Regions from separate parts of the Mus musculus genome. Here region 2 is linked to region 1. Evidence: chromatin contacts called from public HiChIP or PLAC-seq data. All regions are on one chromosome and are shown on one strand. Each heading gives the region's core, a stretch centred on a gene start, on an enhancer-like site or on the middle of the called end of the contact. The rest is flanking DNA. Distances are from core to core; before and after follow the strand shown. Region 1 overlaps Clnk (cytokine-dependent hematopoietic cell linker). Region 2 has its middle 20 kb from the start of Gm46937.

Region 1 (4,328 bases), core at 662-3,161:
AAAAAAAAAAAAGAAAAAAGAAAAAAAAGAAAAAAGAAAAGAAAAAAAAAAAGAAACAAGTACAGGAAAAACTAGAATGAGAGAAGGGTGTGCGCATGTGGTCATACACCTACCCCCTTACCAAACTCCACGAAGGAAAGCAAGCCCCGCAATAAGGAAATAGAAGGGGAGGCTACAAACATTTAAAACAAGGGAGATGCTTTAATATCGAGGGCAAGCTCACAGATTCCAGTTGCTCCAGTCTTTCCCAGAGTGTGTGCAGATTTGACAAGACAAACAAGGACTCCCGAAGAGGAGCCCCTGCCTTCGAGGCTGACTGGTTGATAAAATCTTCAGTGACAAGGCAGAGTTTGGAAAGTTGCTGATCTCATAGGCTAATTACAGTTTCTTTGGGGGCAATTTTATGCTGTAAGAGACCATCCCTGGCCCACCTCTGTATCAGACCTGACATTCTGATAAACAGATAAAAACCTTTGGAATGTATTGACATCACAAAGCCCTATTTACTATGAAAGATCAGGCTAAAGAATTTGAGGCTATGAGATAACATTGTGGGTATGCAGCTGATGTCCTCGTACCCGCTATATCAGCTCCCTCACGTTCCCACCCATGAATTTAAAAATTGTCTTGATTTATAATGTTCTTTGTTCCATTACCATAAAAATTCCATGTCATTGCTTTCATGTTGGAACATTGTATTCGAGGATCTATGTTCCTAGCCCACAGTCACCCACATTTAGCTTTAGAACAAACTATCTTTTATTCCCCTTGAGGCAAAAGCTGAGGGTTTTTTTTTTTTTTTGCATCAACAATACATAGTCTCTTACAACTAATTAATACTTAAAGTTTTTGAAAAAATAAAGGAAGGAAACGAGGCCTTGTGAAAGATGGTGGGAAATCATTTCACAGTTCTTCTTCATTTGCTTCGCTTTTGCATCTTGGTGGGTAAAACCCTTCAAAACCGCATGGATGTAAAGCTGGAAATTGTTTTATTCTTCAAAGGATTTTTGTTCAAGCAAACAATAACAGTGACAATGGGGACACAAATGCCTGTAATTGCAGCCGGTCACCGAGGAAGTGGTGCAGGCCTGGTGCAGGCCATCAAAAGCCAGCCCTTCTGTAGGGCCTTTAAAAAGCCACCAGCCCAATTCAGGCCTCTATTCTCCTCATTTTGCTCTGTAGTTCACTGCCACCCCCGCCCGCCCCACCCCTGGAAAAAAAGCACCCATCAATAGAGAGACACAGGAAATTAAATTTCACCATTCACTAGAAATAGTCAAGCAATTATCTCTCCAATTACTCAGAATCAGTTTTAAGGAACAAAAGTCAAATTATCAGTCAGTTTAGTGTTCTTCTTTCCATTCAAACCTGATAGAACTTCCCCAGCTGCTCTCATTACTTATGAACATCCATCCGGTCTCTCGTCTCCTTTTGTGTTTGTTAACAGGCTCAAGTCAGATTGCACCTCATTTAAGGATGACCCTTCTAGAGCAGACGCTCACTTCAATTTTTGTTCCTGTGACAGTAAAGCCATTTCTTCCAGGTTTAACACAACCATCAAGCCATCACGAAGCACAGCACCTTGACCCTCCATCACAACAATGAAATAGCAAGACCACACAGTAATATCTACTTTATGGAACTAGGTAGACAGAAATCCAACAGAATCCCACCTAATGCTCCGTCCATCTTCACATTCATGCGATAGAAGGTTGAACAAGCAATGGAACTCCCAAGATTCAGCCCTTGAGCCATTGTTTATGCTTGGGTGGGATTGTTGGCTAATGCAGCTATTGAACTCCATACGCAACCTCAGTAAGCTCTTTGATTCAGCAAGATAGACTTGGATGTAGTCATTTCTTTGAACTTTGCTGCCTTATTGTTGGGTGAGAGATATTAGTGGGTTCAAAGGTCACTGGGGATAGTTTCCTCCCCCTACCATCTGAGGCTTATCAGACAAGGAACTGAAATACCAGGACTGATTAGAAGACTGGAGATTTCTGGCCCTGGGTGGGGACATGCCTATCTGAACTGCCTGGAAGTCTTAAGATCATTGTCTAGTTGGAGGCTTTCTGGTAAAGAACAATGAACCCAAATGGGACTGTAGTCACCTGCACAGGAAAATGCCCCTCAGGAAAACCTGCCAGTTCTAGAGATTCCAGAACTACTATGAAAGCCTGCTTAAACTGTGGCGCAATGGTCTGTTTGGTCAGTGTCTACTCTCACCCTTTGAGGGTATTCTCTGCTCCACAATGTAGTCTCTTTGACTACATTGTCCATTCTTGGCCCTTGAGAGTGAGCTCTGCTCTGCAACAATCCCTTTAGCCATTGCTCACTCCTGTTCCTTGAGAGTGCATCCCTTTACTCTGAAGTAAACCATGTCTCCATTCCTCACTGCACTCCATCTTATCTGAATTCTTTTAGTGCCTATCTCAAGGACCAGGGAGCTGAGATGAGTGCAGAGTCACATCCTGGTGACATTATTTGGGACAAATAGATATTTATTTATATCTCCCCATGAAAGCTCATGCAACAGCCGGTCCACAGAGTAACCATGTGATCCTCTCTGTTCTCCCGAATCCCAGTACATACCTAGTGGACTTCTTTGCTTGCACACTAGGATTCGTTCATTTATTTCCATTCTCACCTAGAATGAATGATCCGCCATCATCCAAGAAGTTATATAAACCCAAAACTGAGCTTTAATATCCAACAGCATAGGCCTTGCGAGTGTAGTAATTGTTATGTATAAAATAAACATACGATCTGTTCTAGGCATTGAGTTCTGTTAAATATAATAAACTAAAGCAGTAGCTCAAAGTGATTCTCTCTCTGTCTCTGTCTCTCTCTCATCTCTTTTGGTTATCAATTTGTTGGATTCCTCTTGGGTTCTTTGGTGCTATTCTATTGAGAAGATGCCTCAAGAATGACCAGAATGCATGCTAGAGATGGCTTGTTGGCAGTCATGTCTGATGCCTAGTGCCCTAGCCTCACAGTCTCTTTTGAGCTCTCTGTGTTGCATGGTGATGATAGCACACAATCTGGGTGGTTGCTGACTCCCTAAGTAGAAAGTAGAGCTAAATGGATATTTAAATGAAATCCCTAATCTTGGTGCCAGGTCTCTTTCATCACATTCTGTTGATTAAACTATCACATGATCATGCCGTTTATAGGAAGGAGAGAAGACTCATCTCTGAAAGGTTTGATTTCAGGTAACAAAAGCAATCATAACAAAAACAAATGGGTGGAAATATTGTCATGATGTTTGCAAACCACCATTGGCTTCGTGTATGAAAGGCTCCCTCTTTGTATGGAAGGCTCTCTCTCTGTGCTGTCCACAGTGCTAAACACATTGTGTTAAGCCATTTGACATTTTCGACAGTGCTTTGAGAAAGCTACCATTGCTATCATTTTTACGTAATAGTAAGAACAGCACGAGAAGTCAAAATACGTGTTTATAGTCTCATAGCTAAAGAGCATCAGAGAGAACATGGCCATCAGACTGTTCTAGAGTCTGAACTCTTAATCACAGAAGTATTTAGTTGCTCCACTCTGACAACTAAGCAAATGTTTGACTTTAGTATCTGCTTTCATGGATTAGCTCACAGAATTCCTTTTACACTTGTAAAATTGCAGGAAAAATATTTCATCTCTTAGAAATGAATTGAGAAGGATAAAAACAAGAATGAAGAACCAAGTGGGAGGTGCTCAATCTCAGAGGCTTGTTATTTAGCAAGTGACTATGTCTCCTTCGCTCTTTGTGAGGGTCTCTTAAGCAGGAAACTCTAAGCAGCTAGACCTCAGACCTCAGACCTCAGACCCCGGGGACATCCCCCTTTTACTTTCTGATTGGTACATTTTCCAGGATATCTAGTTTGACATTGATTTTTGTCTTTGCCATGAAAAACTGAAGGCTTTTACCACTTCAGTCTCATTTGAACATGATCAACTTTCTCTGGAGTCCACTTTCTTACATCTCATCTGCTAGGGAAAGCTGACCCTAGACCGGATACAGACATTCAAGTGAAGGCTGGCTAGCCTTCTTTGAGTCCCTGACATAAAGACAAGTTTCAACATATTTATTTGTTAAATTCTATGCACTCATTACGACCTGTCAATGTGATGTAGTTCCCCACTGGCCTCTCACACTAGATCCCAAAGGTTGCTGTTTTCCCTCTGATTTCTAATAATAACGTATAGCATCTTAGTATTTTGGCTTGACTCAATTAATTTTGTTAAATTTGATCATGACATGTACTTTTTGGTAAAGGAAGTGTAGTAAATATGGTGTCATAATTTATTTTTCTGTTGCTCTGATAAACTGCTTG
Region 2 (4,798 bases), core at 2,143-4,642, 250 kb after region 1:
GAAGAGGGAGTCGATGGGGACTGTGTGCTAGGCAGCAGAAATGGCTTATAGAAGTTGGTCAAGTCATGGACATAGCTTAGTGCCTGGAGACTTCAGAAGGAGCCTGATCCTGTGACCCACTTGGGATTTCTGACCTCCATACTCTGAGAGAGTAAATGTCTCTCTCACTCATAATAATTGGCAGCAGAAGTAGGAACAACTGAAGGCGCCGGCTAACAATTTCATCTGCATGGTCTCTGGGTAGCTCTGTGTATTGACATTCCAGCCAGAAATTGAGTGCCAAGTATAGGAATTTTAAAGTAGAAGTGTCCTGAATTTGAATCCTGGCCGGGTCGCTTACCGGCTTCACGGCTGTGGTACATTATCTTCTATGCTGCTTAAATTATTCATGTGTAGTTTGGAGCTTGCACCCGCTTTCTCCCAACACTCTAGCGATTGTGTCAGACGGCACATCAAATGATCTGAATTCTGGCCTTTGAATTATGCATTTGGTTTATTCTCATCATATTACCCCCTTCTGTCATTCAGGAAGTATTTCTTTCTAGATAATCCTAGCCAGTCACCAGTATTTTCACTAAATTTCTAGACAGTGTGGTTTCTTTGGTAAGTTGAAAGTAGTTCTTGGTTTAAGATTTTGTAAAGGTAAGAGAGCTGGTGGAAGAAAATATGCCCTTTCAATGAATCCATCTGTTAGACATGATGAAACACAAATGTACAACCCTCAATTCCCCTTCCCAGGACCCTTGCTGCTCTGATCTGATCCAGTTCTAACCTCAACAATGGTAGCTACCAGCTTTCTTCTATCTTGACCTTGGGTGTTGGTTTTAACTACAAAGCGGTGCATCCCTAAGCCGGGGCTTTTGATATCCATGCCATGGTGTTTCTCTGAAGTTGTGGAAACTGATGCCCATACTTTGCAGGCATTTCTTGTATTCACTCACACATTTTTTCCTCTGTGGTGATCTCTGGTGCTCCCTGCTTTCTTCTTCTATGGAGGAAGGCTTATTTACATTTTTACTTGTAGGATAGAAAAACTAAAACCTTGGGGGCCAATCATGTCTCTTGTATTTCAATTACTAAAACCCCCAGTCATGTCTCCCACAGCCTTTCCTGGTGTCTCCATCACTGGTGTTCTCCACAGACCACTGAGTCCAGTCAAACTAACTTCTGCCTAAGACACCCATGATAAACTTGTTTGGTTTCATGGATGTTCTGCCAAATAGTTTTCTGTCTCATACATATAAGAAGAGGTAGGTCCTGATAACTAGCACTGGTCTTTCTCAAATTCAGAACCACTGTGAACTAAATCCCAAAGCCATATCCTGCTTGATGAGACATTCTACTACATTCTAGGCTAATTAAATTATTCCTTGTGATACTGAGGACATCCTAGAAAATATAGGCTTTCGTAGCATAGGCCGAGTATTTAAAAACCACAAATAAACAATTAAATATGCCATTTTTCATACATATCCTGCATACTTCCAATACAATGAGTTAGAAGAATGATACTTTTATCATTTAAAAGTTGTTGTATCCATACCACCTGAAAGGAATGATAGGATAAGCCAGCACGGTGTCTTTCTCTTTTGCCTCATTCACATCTTTGTTTAAGTCTTGCCTGGGCTCTGAAGTAGCATCCATTTTAAAGTTGGTTACCTGCACACCTCCAAGGCACTTAGGTGCAGGCACATCTTCAAGAACTGAGGGTCAGATATACAGGAAGCATTTATCTTGGGGCTGAGAAGTAAACATCATGAAAGTGGATGTTCATTATGAGAACTTATGTTAATATCATCACAAAACACAAGGCTACAAGTAAATGATGCACACATTTCCTTTAATAACTGTGTGTATGCTGTATGTATATGCACATGTATGTGTATATGTGCACATACATGTGTGTTGGTATTGTGAGCATGTATGTGTGTGTGTATATGCACGTGTACTCCTTTGCATATGTATGCATGTGTCTTTATGTGCACATGTGTGCATGCACATGTGTGCATATGTGCATAAATGCATATGCACATACTTTTATATATGTGCATATCTGTGTGCATATATACTTGAATGTGTGAATATATAATCAATATGCATATGTACATTTGCACATGTTGTATATATGCATGAGATGCATGAGTGAGTGTGTGTGTGTGTGTGTGTGTGCATGTGTGAGTGTTTTAAGGAAACTCTTAATACATAGAGCTCTGGGTTAAGAATCACCCACTAAAATTTACCACTTGTACCTCCCAGGTTATTATGATCCAGCTGAACAGATATTAATTAGGAATATGGAATCACTGTCCTTACTTAGCAAGTAGTACTAAAGTCAGTCATTCCTTTTAAAATAATGAGAGGTTGCAGGCATAGATGACTTTGGAAAGGCAAAGTTCTGCAAATGGAAAATTGCCATTGCATAAAAACTACAGTGGATAAAGACACAATGAAGCATCACTCTGCTTTTGTAGTTTTATTAGTTATTTTATGGGATGAGAGTTCACACCCACGCTGTCATGTTACTAACTGTTCAGTGTTTACTGGTACAATGCCATGAGGTTTGAAGTGCACTTCCAGTTGCAGGTGAAGGAGGACGGTAGTTTTAAGGGAGCCCCAGACAAGAGATGGATTAGAAACGTAGTTGGGTAAGCATTTAGAGACACAGATAAAACAGTTTCAAATACTAAGCCCCAGGCAAATGCCCTGCATTCCATGCTGAGATCACAGGAACCCATGTCAGGGCAGGCACCTTACGAAACCATCTAAGAGCAAGGTGCAAGAACATGAAGCGGGGAAAATGAGGGTAGGTGTGTGCACAGTTAAATATATCTATTCCCTCATAAAAAAGAAGTTCATTCTTGCCCTCTGAGCAGATATGTGAGATGGGTTTAAAGATGAAAGCAAAACAAGTTTATTGTAGTTACCGGGGCTTCTCTCTTGCATTCCATGCAACTAAAAGGAAGAAAGGAAGGATGACGACCGACAAAGAGCAAAGGATTCCTTTTAACACCCATAGGGCTAAAATGCAAGACTGCTAGAGAGAGTAGTCACCAAGTATGTCTCCTGACACTGATGGCCATTCATCCATTTTTGCCTATGTGATGCCAAAACCTCCCTTCCTCCCTACAATAGGACCTCTCTGGAGATGCAGAGCATGTCATGGAGTTCTCTAAGGGACCCTTTTCTATGTATAGATCCATCTCCTAGATTCTTCCTTATAAATTACCACAAACCACAAAGAATCAAAGATATATTTTCTTATAGTTCCAGAGTTCAGAAATGAAGTTGATAATAGGGCTGAGTTTTTGGCAAAAGCTCTCAGAAAGGATGATTCTTTGCTTCATTTATTTTCTGGTGGTTCTATGAGTTTCTTATCTTGTAGCTACATTGCCTCCATCTTTGTCTCTATTATCACATAGGATAACTACTATTGATACAGGGTCCACTTTAAATCCAGGATGGTGTTATCATGAAATTACTTGGGTAAAACCCATTTTCTAAATAAGATCATATTCACAGATTGGGTATTAGCACTTATAGCTTTAGGAGTCATTCTTCATGATGATTACATTTAATTGTCATTTGTCACAGTGTAGAAAGAGTCTCATCGAGGAATTTTCTAGAGCAGATTAGTCTGTGGGCACACCTGAGGAATTGTCTTGAATAGGTTAATGGATGTGGGAAGACTCAGCCTGAAAATGGATCAGAACTGAGTAGGAGCAGAGGGCGTGCACTGAGTAGTAAGTATGCATACACCTATTTGATCTCATCTCTTGTGTACAGGTGTGCCTAGATGATTTGACTTCCCTGAAATGACAAACCAACTACATGAGATTGTAAACCAAATAAAACCTTTTGTCTTCTAAATCTTTTCACTGAGGTGTTTATCACAGCAACACAAATACAGCCAGACACTTCTCACCACACCACACTGTACAGCCTCTAAACGCTTCAGCCTCTGAACTCATTATCAAGGTAGGTCCCTCTTGCTCCCATTGTGAGCAAGGCATTTAAAGTAAACAAGATAGAGCCAATGATTTGATTAAAGGGGTATGCCCACTAAAAGCCAAAGATAGGAAAGCGACCATTGTTCTCTTGATAGGACAACAATGTAATTGTGATTTGACAGGTCGGGCACCTTTGCAGACTGTTTTTCAGATGTTACTCAGTTCAATTCTTTCACAACCTACAGAGTAGACTTTGCTTACTGTTTCAGAGATGAGGGAGCTGAAGCACTGGATTCTGGGAAATTTGCTGGAGCTTAACACAAGTCACTAGTCACCTGGGATTCTCTGAAAGAAGGCTGGTGGTGGAGACTCTTCTTTGCTCCTGGCCCACTGTGTCACTTGATATTCTTTCCTTGGCATCCTGTGGGATCCAAGACTGGCAGGCAGTGATGGATGCTGCTCTCTCTACACGTTCAATAGAGAACTGTTTGAGTAAATCACGTGCTCCATTCCCATGCCACTCAACAGCAGCTCAATGTCTTGAAAACATTTTATGATACTTTGAAATATCCACGAGGTAATGTTGAACAAAAATCAAATAATTTAAGAATAAATATAGTTTTAAAAAGCAAATCAGACAGAGTGTGTTATAATGTTAATACTGGCTGTTTCTAGTCTGGAATATTTTCCCTACTCTCATTTTTTATAGTTTTCAAATTGTCTGTAATAAGTCTATATTGCTTCCATGGAAAGGTGAAATCAAGACTGCTATTAATTTGGGACAAAACATTTAAGAAAAAAAAAAACAACCAAAAAATCTTATCCTCAAGCCTGTGGAGGAATATAATAAT

The links. HiChIP or PLAC-seq counts read pairs in DNA pulled down with a chosen protein or histone mark.
Region 2: an H3K27ac HiChIP or PLAC-seq map of extraembryonic endoderm stem cells shows a contact between it and region 1, with 3 times the contacts expected there. The contact joins two enhancer-like sites. A contact is called at or near these places in 3 of 115 datasets of contacts at active chromatin or transcription factors (differentiating embryonic stem cells, extraembryonic endoderm stem cells and trophoblast stem cells).

Annotation. Positions count from the first base shown.
Region 1 is chr5:38,848,415-38,852,742 of GRCm38.p6, forward strand. All of the region lies in intron 2 of Clnk (cytokine-dependent hematopoietic cell linker), which reads right to left. Among named protein-coding and RNA genes, the nearest start is that of Clnk, 26 kb to the right of the region's middle. Within about 2 kb of position 1,912, at least 9 of the 459 cell types and tissues checked have an H3K27ac peak or open chromatin away from gene starts, as enhancers often do. A contact at or near this core is called in extraembryonic endoderm stem cells, where this site is marked.
Region 2 is chr5:39,099,674-39,104,471 of GRCm38.p6, forward strand. No RefSeq gene overlaps it. Among named protein-coding and RNA genes, the nearest start is that of Gm46937, 20 kb to the left of the region's middle. Within about 2 kb of position 3,393, at least 2 of the 459 cell types and tissues checked have an H3K27ac peak or open chromatin away from gene starts, as enhancers often do. A contact at or near this core is called in extraembryonic endoderm stem cells, where this site is marked.